Regions from separate parts of the Rattus norvegicus genome. Here region 2 is linked to region 1. A link is a contact called in public Hi-C data. All regions are on one chromosome and are shown on one strand. The core of a region is the stretch at or near the end of the contact, and the rest is flanking DNA. Distances in the headings are between cores, read along the strand shown.

Region 1 (5,007 bases), core at 40-2,539:
AATAACATGGCTAACTCTGCATATCAGATTCCAGGGATCTTCCATACAGAAAAGCATCTATGTTGATGGAATATTCCAGAAGCAGTAGGGTGTCCAATCTGGAAATCTGTTAGCCTCGGGTTGGATGTCAAGATGAAAAGGTAGGAAATCCCAGAAATGGGTGCATGGCGAGAAGCACGTCCCCCTATGTGTACCGATGGGAATTTATCCTGGGAAATACTTGGGGCCGTGGCAGCTGGCAGACAAAAGAACCTCCTGCAATGCTCTGTATAGACATGTAAACTTACGTCACACCCACCGAAAATCACCAAAGAAATCAGAAGCTCTGGCACCCAGGGCTAGAAAGAACCGTTTCAAAAAGATTCTATCAGAAGTAGCTCAAAAATTAAAGATGTTCTGCCGTTTGGAATTCTTCCTCTGAACACCATCCTGATCTTTAGGGGGACAGGGGACTCTCCACAAACTGGGGAGGTCAGGTATGCCTAGAGCTTCCCATGATCCTCATGCCAGTGGGCAATCCATCTATCTCCTGAGAGAATAAATCGAATCACTCAAATCCAGTGAAGAGATTCTCCTGGCTGTATATGCCAAGGGGTGAGTTTATACTTGCCCCTCTATACCTGAGCATTCAAAGGTCTCTCAGGGAGCTGGACCCTCATCCCACAGCAGATGGCTGCTCTCCTGGCCACAGGCCCCAGCTAAGCAAAGTCCACCTCCACACCTGATCACAGGTGCACCTGGACCATCTGGGCAAAGCATCTCCCCTCCTACCCGGCATTCAGACCCCCTCCCTCAGCATACATCTCCCCAAACCAGAGCACACAACCCTCGCTCCGGTGCACACGCCTCTAAATCTGCACATCTGTTCGCCAATCTACCTAAAACCTGTGCAAACGCGCATACCCTCATTTACATACATATCTCCTCCCACCCCCGCCCAATCTCACAAACTGCCTCCTTCCTGAATACTCATTCTCTTTTTTTGTACATATGGCCCACGCTTCTGCACTCTCGACGATCCCCTCCCCCCCACCTCCCACGTCTGTGCGCACAGTCCTTCTCCTGTACTATAGCCCGGTCCGTGCACACAAAACCTCACCTGCGTGCGGGATCCGGGCGGTTGATTCACGAGCTCCAGCAGCGCCCTAAGTGTCTGCCTGAAGCACCGCCCCCAGGTGACGTGAGGTCACAGACTACCAATCCGAAGTGGATTTCGTGAGCCGCGCCCTGTGATTGGTGAAGGCAGTGAGCTGACTCGGAGCCCACCGGGCCCTCCAGTCGGCGGCGGCAGTCTTGAGATTGACAGCAGGGCCAGCCCCGCCCCGCCCACGCCCCTGGGGACTTGGGTCCGATTCTGCTTTGGGGGAAGAAGGATACAATTGTGGATTCTGCCACGCAAGCTCCGATCCTGCTCCTCCCGTGCCTCAGTTTACCCTGCTGCAGAACTCCTTCCTGAAGGAGAGCATCTCCTGCACGGGACAACAGATACTGCCGAGACCGCGAGGCAGGACCAGACCAGTCCCGCAAGGAAGAGGCCTCTAGCAGACTGTGAATGTGGCCCTAGTATGACAGCCAAACGGGTCCTCTGGTGGGCAGGACTCAGTCACACCTTCGTGCCCCAAAGGGTATTTGGGGAAAGCCCAGCCCGCATTCCTGTCAGCTGAGCCTTAACAAAGCAGCTTTGGATAGTTTCATTCTCAACTCTTTCCTCCGCGCCACCTGACATTCGTTAGTTACAGTCGCTAGTCGCCCTCTCCTGGCGAGAGTCTCCTCTGCAACCACAATGAAACAAACTGGTAATGGATGTGACTTCAGCACTGTTAGCTACTGTCCACGTGCTGGTGCATCAGCTGCCCAACAATGTCCTTTATTGCTCTTTTTCTCCAAACCCCGGGATCCAGTCAGGGTACACATTTGACTAGAGTAATAGGTTATACAGAATATACGGTCGGGACTGGAGAGATGGCTCAGCAGCTAAGAGTATTGGCTGCTCTTCAGGTGACCAGGGTTCAAGCCCCAGCACCCACATGGTTACTCAGCCATCGGTATTTCCATTCCCAAGGCATCCAGCGCTCTCAACATGCATGCATGCATGCATGCATACATACATACATACATACATACATACATACATACATCATACATACATAATGCATGGTTACTCCCTGGAACTGGAGTTATGAACTGGCACATGGTTACTAGGAATTGAGCCTGGATCTTCTTCAAGGTAAGTCAGTAAGTACTCTTAATCCCTGAGCCGTTTCTTCTGTCCCTGTCTTGCTCTTGATTAATAAGTAAATGAAGGTAGTGTTATTTTGAGACTGGTAAATACAATGTTTCCAAACAACCTTTGGCCCTGGTGACTTAGCATTCTTTGAGGACACTTGGGACATGGCCTACTTCTTGGTAGGAACAGTTGGCTTGATTTCAGCATTCCTCCAAACGTATTAAACGTATTAGCTGATGGTCTTTTATCAAAAATTCAGCTCTTTTAACTTTTCAAAAATTTTAAAAATTTCTGCCGGGCAATGGTGGGTGGCACATGCCTTCAATCCCAGCAATCAGGAGGCAAAGAGAGGCAGACCTCTATGAGTTCGAGGCCAGCCTGATCTACAGAGCAAGTTACAGGACAGACAAAGCTACACAGAGAAACTCTGTCTTGACAAACAAGAAAAAAAAAACAAACATTTGTTACTATGGTGCAGTGCTTCTCAACCTTCCTCATGCTGTGACCCTTCAATTACAGTTCCTCATACTGTGGTGACCCCCAACCATAAAACGATCTTGCTGCTACTGAAGAACTGTAATTTCGATACTGTTATGAATGGCAATGTCAATATCTGATATGCAAAATATCTGAAATGCATCCTCAAAGGGGTTGCAGCCCAGAGGTTGAGAACCACTGCTATACAGTGTGTCTTCATTGTGTGTATGGGGGGGCGGGGTTTGGGCAGGTGGACAGGTGCACACGCTGTGAGCCATGCGTGGATGTCAGAGAACAACTTTGTGTAGTTGGTTTTCTCTCTCTGTCTTTAAGTTTCAGGGATTGAACCCAGGCAGCCAGGTTTACACTGAAAGCACTTTACCTACTGCACCATCTTGCCAGTCCCAAACCACTGACTTACTTTTATCAGGATAGACAAGTGGTTGGTTTTTTTCCTTACTGACCCTGTGTTCTAGGGTCCCATCTATGAGCAGTGTAGTCCTTTGGAATTGTGTGTGGGGAGGGAGGCGTGTAGGGGGAGGTGTTTGTAGATGTGTGTGTGTGTGTGTGTGTGTGTGTGTGTGTGTGTGTGTGTGTGTGTGTGATGGATGTGGATGTGTGTGGGGGGTATGACTTTTATGCCTGTGCGTGCTTATTTGTGGAGACCAGAGGCCTGTACAGGTGTCTTTCTCTCTTTCTCTCCATCCTGTCCTTTGAGATAGGGTCGCTCGCTGAAACTGGAGCTCACCCATTGGCTAGACTAACTGGCCATGTGCCTTCTTTCTTTCTTTCTTTCTTTCTTTCTTTCTTTTTTTTTTTTTTTTTGAGTAATATGTCTTAGCCTTCTTTGAGAGCAGTACCAAACTAGGTCCTCATTGTCTGCTGTACAATGTACCAATCATTGAAAGGTGTTTTGCAACGTAGCTGGGGGTGGACATGGACAACTGAATCTTCAATCCACCCCTGGAGGGTAGGATTTAGAGATATTTATGGAGTAGGGCACAGGACAATGAGTGGCATGGGGAACGGCGTAGGTGAAGTGGCTTGTGGTCTGTATGTGCATTAATAAAGCACGGTTTTATAAAGGCATGTGTTCAGAACGGCTGTTAGCTCGAGCTGACGTTGGAGTTTTCAGGGTCCTAATAGCAAAAGGTCACCCACGGATGGCCCAGATGGGCCAGTCAGGAGGTGGAGTGAGTGTGTGTGTGTGTGTGTGTGTGTGTGTGTGTGTGTGTGTGCCGGTGCGTGTAGGCTGGAATGCAACCTAGGGTGTCATCCCCAGAACCCGTGGAGCTTTGCTTTGCTTTGTGATGTGATCTCACCAGCATGGACCTTGTGCCAAGTAGGTTAGGCTTGCAGGCTAGAAGAACCCAGGCATCTGTGGTCTCTACCCCACTGCTAAGATCATGAACAGTTGTCACCAGGCCAGCTTTAAAAACAAAAAGCAAAAAACAAAAACAAAAAACCCCAAAAACTTGTTCTAAGGACCAAATTCATGTCTGCCTGCTTGGAAGAACACTCGACCAACTGAGCTGACTTCTTAGTCCAAGAGCCAGGTGGTTTTGAGAAAAACACAAACAACAACACTATCCTCACACCTCCGGAGAGAGGGGACTTCTGGGGCAGAGCTAACAGATACAACTAAGCTGCCTGACCTCCAGAATCAGCCATATTTAAGTCCCTCTCCAAGAAGGTCCTGCAGAGGAATCAGGGGGCTGGAGGCATCCGGAGTTAGAGAAGTGAAAAGAGCAAAAACTCTGTAAGTGTTGCAGCTTGGAACCCTTCCTCAAAGGAAGTGTTGCAGCTCGGAGGAGGAGAATTTCCCCAGTGGGGGACATTATAGCTCTGAACGCTTCCCCAGTGGAAGTGTTCCAATTCTGAAGGGGAACAATATCCTGGCAGTCGAGAGTCAAGGAATACCACAAAGTCACACTGCACAATCTCACATGAGATTATTTGGGAAAGATACTAAGATTCAATGCCTCTGCTGGGCCAGAAGGCAGCAGGGAACTGAGCAGGAGACAGGCCTATGTAGGGTTTCTTGGGGGAGGAGTTTTCCAGGGTAGAGATTTATAGTGTGGGGACTTCAAACCAGGCTCAGGGATTGGTAGGATTCTGTGCCCAGCGATTGGTAGGATTTCGTGTCAGGGATTGATGGTGCTTGTTTGTTTATTTGTTTGTTTGTTTGTTTGTTTGCTCAGGGGTTGGTGGGGTTTGATAGGTGTTCAATCCCTGAAGAGGGCTCAGATCTTTTACCCGACAGGTTCAGTTTGCCTGAGTCCAGGCCAGTAGCATGTGTTGTC
Region 2 (4,515 bases), core at 1,099-3,598, 97 kb before region 1:
TGCCAACTTCTGCCTGGCACATGCCTCTGTGCTGGGACCGGGAAACAGCCCTCAACCCTTCCTGAAGAGTCTGGGGGGCAAAGCCGCGAGGGAAGGTGGGAGGGTCAATCTTATAGCAGGACTGCTCACTGATGGCTGCTATCAGTGATGGGGAAGCTTGGAACAGGGCTAGGGGAGCTCGATCAGACCCTCCGTGCACTTCTGCGTGGGTGTAATACTGGCCAGAGATGAAGGCTGCCTCACCCCATCCCCCACTGGCTCATGAACCACTTTCTGGAAGCCAGCCCCGTTCCCATTCTGTGCTAGCCCATTAGCTGGAGAATGAGTAATTTCTGAGCATGGCTGACGACTTCCTGTAACGGCATTGTTCAGGTGCTTAATTATCCAAGGCTTATCCAGCCTGTTGGTCTGTGACTCCAGTGCAGTTCTGCTGCTGGGTCATGTGATGGTTACTTATCTCCTCACCAAGGCTAAAATATGAGACAAAGCAAACTTAAGAAAGAAAGGGCCTTTGGGGCTCATGGTTTGCTGAGCAGAGTTCCACTGGCCACTGGACTTTAAATATGAAGCAGGAGGTCAGAGATAGATTATGAAGAATGTTAGATGTGGGGCTGAAGAGATGGTTCGTGGATAAGAGCACTAGCTACTGTTCCAGAGGTCCAGCTCAGTCTACATAGCAAGTTCTAAAATAGCCAGGGCTGTGTAGAGAGACCCTGAGTGAGAGAGAGAGAGAGAGAGAGAGAGAGAGAGAGAGAGAGAGAGAGACCCATAGACCAATTTGATGGAAGCATTTTCTCACTGGATTCCTTCTTCCCAGATGATTCCAGCTTGTGTCAGGTTGACAAAACATAAACCAGCAAGTGGCCCACAGCAAGGAGACTCCAAAGGACTTGCCTGGTTCCCCGTATGTGCATGAGGTTGTTGGGTCTCCGCTAACCCTGTCTAACAGTGTCAGATACTATCCTAAAAAGCTGAAACACACTGCAAAATGTCAGAAGTCACTGCACTTTTTTTTTGGTTGTTGTTCTTTTTTTCGGAGCTGGGGACCGAACCCAGGGCCTTGCACTTCCTCGGTAAGCGCTCTACGACTGAGCTAAATCCCCAGCCCCGTCACTGCACTTCTGCACAAAGATAAGGGCATGTCCCCACCATGTTGGTTCTGTTGTCATCATCCAAATTTTCAGGGGCAAGTGCTTCAGAAAACAACCTTTGTCCAGCGGCGGCGTGTTGGCTCAGCAGGTAAAGAGCCTGCTGCCAAGCCAGATGTCCTGAGTTTGACCTCTGGGACCCACATGTGGGGAGGAGAGAACAGATTCACTCTCACAGGTGTCCCCTGACCCTCACGTGCACACACAAATAAAAAGTGCACGTAATAAAAGAAAAATTTAAAGACTTTTCCCATACTGTGAACAGTTCTTTTCAATTATGGAAAGGGTTGGTTTCTTATTAATCCCCTGACTGGCTGATTCTGATATCGATCAACCTTCTCTGTGTATCTGGAATCTTCCAGTCTCTAAACACTCATCACCAGCCAGGTACCAGAGAGCACTATGATATGAGGCCTGAGACCCCAAAGTGAATGTTCTCATTATTTTTCAGATTTATGATGCCCTGGTCAGTTTCCTGTGAAAGACCTGAAATAAAGCTCTGGAGTTGTGCTGCTTTCTGAGGCTTGAAGGTGACTATAAACAACAGAATTTCACTTTTTGATGGTCCTAGGGGCTGGGAGATGAAAGTCAAGAGATGGCTCCTTCTTGGAGTCCTGGGGGGGGGGGGAATGCACCCCTGGCCTCTCACCAGTGGCTTAGTAGTGACCCATGGAGGGTAGAGTCAGCACTTGAGTCAATGATTCAACTTCCTTTTTATTTTATTTGAACTGATGAATTAATTCTTGTATTTAGCTTTTTCCCCAAATAATGTTCCCATCAGAAGTTCAGAGTGTGAGGACATGGAAATATCCCTTGGGCCGGGATCTGTGATTGGTTTTCAAGGAAGCCCTGTGGGGAGGACTTTACCCCTGCTCCATACAGTTCTCAATGGCTGTTCTTAGCCATACTAGGTGTCTTCAGACAGACCTAGACTGTGTCTAGACAATACCAAGAGCGGCTATGTAAGCCCTCAATCGGGCATTGATATGTAACCCTGCTCACGCAGCTCCTCTTGAAGACCGATGTCCAGTCTTAGGCCTTCCCTTTGTTTCCTGTTCCTCAAGACCTGCATCCTCCATGGTTGAGCCACCAGGCACAGGTAGGCTTGCCAAGTCTCAGCTCAGCGTCCCTGATGCATGCGGATGCCCAGAGCACATGAGACTCTCCCCAGCCTCCCCCCAGTCTGTGGCTCTGGATGCTAATGGCACCTCCAAATTGTGACAACAGGGCATGTTTCCACATACTGTCATAGCCCAGAAAGGGCAGGTTTCACCATCATCAACCTTGGCTAAAAACCATGACTGACCATTCAAAATCTTCAGGGACATGATGAGGACTTGGTACACATTCCAGAACTTTCTGGGCCTGAGATTTCATGATAGCTCATTTAACTGTCAACTTGAAGGATTTAGAATCACCTAGGAGATAAACCTCTTGGTATTCCAGTTAGCAGTTATCTGGATTAAGTTAACTGAGGTGGAAAAACCCTCCCTGAATGTGGGGGACGCCATCCCATGGACTGGCATCCTGGAATGAATAAAAAAAGGAGAAAGTGGGGTCTGGAGAGATGGCTCTTCCAGAGGACCCAGGTTCAATTCCCAGCACCCACATGGCAGCTCACAACTGCCTGTAGCTTTGGTTCAGGAGATCCAACTCCCTTACACAGGCAGGGAAAACAACAATGTATATAAAATTAAAAAATAAACTATTATTAAAAAGAAAAAGAAAGTGAGCTGAGTACCAGGTTTATCTCCTTCTGCTTCCTTACTGAGGATGTCATGTGACCTCATAACCTTTACCTCTATGATGGATGGTACCTTCAAACTATGAGCCAAAACAAACACTTTGAAGTGGAAACTTCCGGTTTCTTTGGAAAGTCACTTATGTCAAGTGATGTTTTGCCAGGGCACACAGGTGAAAGGATGTTTTGCTGAAGCAGCCACAGGTGAAAGATGTTTTGCTATAGAAAACATAGGAAGCATGATGTTTAGAAAGAATATAAATATGACCCCACAGACAGTGGGAGCTGGAGCACTGGTTCACTTTGCTCCACCTCAGACATGCACCTATTGGTTTGCTGCAGTGTTGGGCTTTACTTGTGGTGACTTGACAGAAACTCGAGAAACTCGCCAAGAACTTCTCATGAGGTTCCTGTGGCTTCCTGCCACATCCAAGGACTTGGAGCAGTTGGTGAGCCTCCCAGTTTCTTCTGGATTGACCTGCCCTTGCTGTTTCATGAGTGGTGACTGCTGAATGGACTGGACTGCTGCTGTTCATTCGTGTTAGTGTCTTGCTAGAGGACCGGGCTGCCGATATCCTGACAACCAAGATTGGGCTTCACCCCCAAAGAACCATTTCTAAACAGGTTTACTTCCCCATGTCCTAATGCCTTTTCTTTTCTACTACCTCTGGTCGGTGGTAGGCTAGAGACGAGGTTAAATGCTTATTAAAGTAGGTTGAGAAAATGCCCACAATCCTTCCCTTCCTTCAGTTGCTTTCCTCGGGTGTTTTGTCACAGGCAAGAAGATAGATCAAAAAATAAATAAATAAATAGGGCAGGCATGTGTGAAAGATGTGCTGGGAACAGCACAGTGTCCACGGAGGCCATAACCAACAGTGAGTACTCCAAAGATGAACTCCTAGTACTGTCCTTAGGCTTGGAAGTCAGGCATGCAGGTGTCACTTCTGTGTGCCCTGTGCCTACACAGTGCCTGGCCCATAGAGGGCACAGGTGGGTGAGCATGCTCCAAAACATGACCCTCCTTGTAGCTCAGGTCTGCCCTGGAGCCACCCACCCCACCATGGGCAGGTCCAGCCCCTCACTCCAGGTTTTGGCACTTGGATCCATTTCTCCACATTAAAGAGGCTTAAAAGGAAATAGACACATCCCACCCAGCCCCTAGGCTGCCTAGGTTTCCTAATTGTCATTGTACATTTGAGCAGCTGCTTCGGGAATGTTGTGGGCTGACAGAAACCATCCTCCCACTCTGGGGACTGGCTGATACTCAAACATGGGTAAAGGTCATAAACAACCATTTAAAACAACCTGGGACTTGAGCCATGCACATCATTGTGTGTGTGTGTGTGTGTGTGTGTGTGTGTGTGTGTGTGTGTGTGTGTGTTAGAGAGAGAGAGAGAGAGAGAGAGAGAGAGAGAGAGAGAGATTCTTTGTTCAGTGCCCTCAGAGAACAGAAGAGCGCGTTGAATCTTGGATTCCCCAGAACTGGAGTTACAGATGGTTGCAAGCTGCGAGGTGAGTGTCCAAACAGTGCCGGGGTCATCTGCAAGAGCAGCCATTGCTCTTAGCTGCTGAGCCATCTCCCCAGCCCCAGTTGTTGTGTTTTTCAAAGACAAGAGTCTCACACTG

What was found. Hi-C and Micro-C count contacts between places; a contact is called where the count stands out from the background.
Region 2: a contact with region 1 is called in a Hi-C map of liver, with 4 times the contacts expected there. The contact joins the enhancer-like site here to the promoter of Dhcr7 in region 1. A contact is called at or near these places in 4 of 12 Hi-C or Micro-C datasets (the A7r5 cell line, kidney and liver).

Annotation. Positions count from the first base shown.
Region 1 is chr1:208,440,716-208,445,722 of GRCr8, reverse strand. Dhcr7 (7-dehydrocholesterol reductase) reads right to left here and starts at 1,289. Exons shown (of 9, transcript NM_022389.3): 1 at 1,100-1,289.
Region 2 is chr1:208,538,839-208,543,353 of GRCr8, reverse strand. No RefSeq gene overlaps it. Among named protein-coding and RNA genes, the nearest start is that of Shank2, 58 kb to the left of the region's middle. Within about 2 kb of position 2,348, at least 1 of the 93 cell types and tissues checked has an H3K27ac peak or open chromatin away from gene starts, as enhancers often do. A contact at or near this core is called in liver, where this site is marked.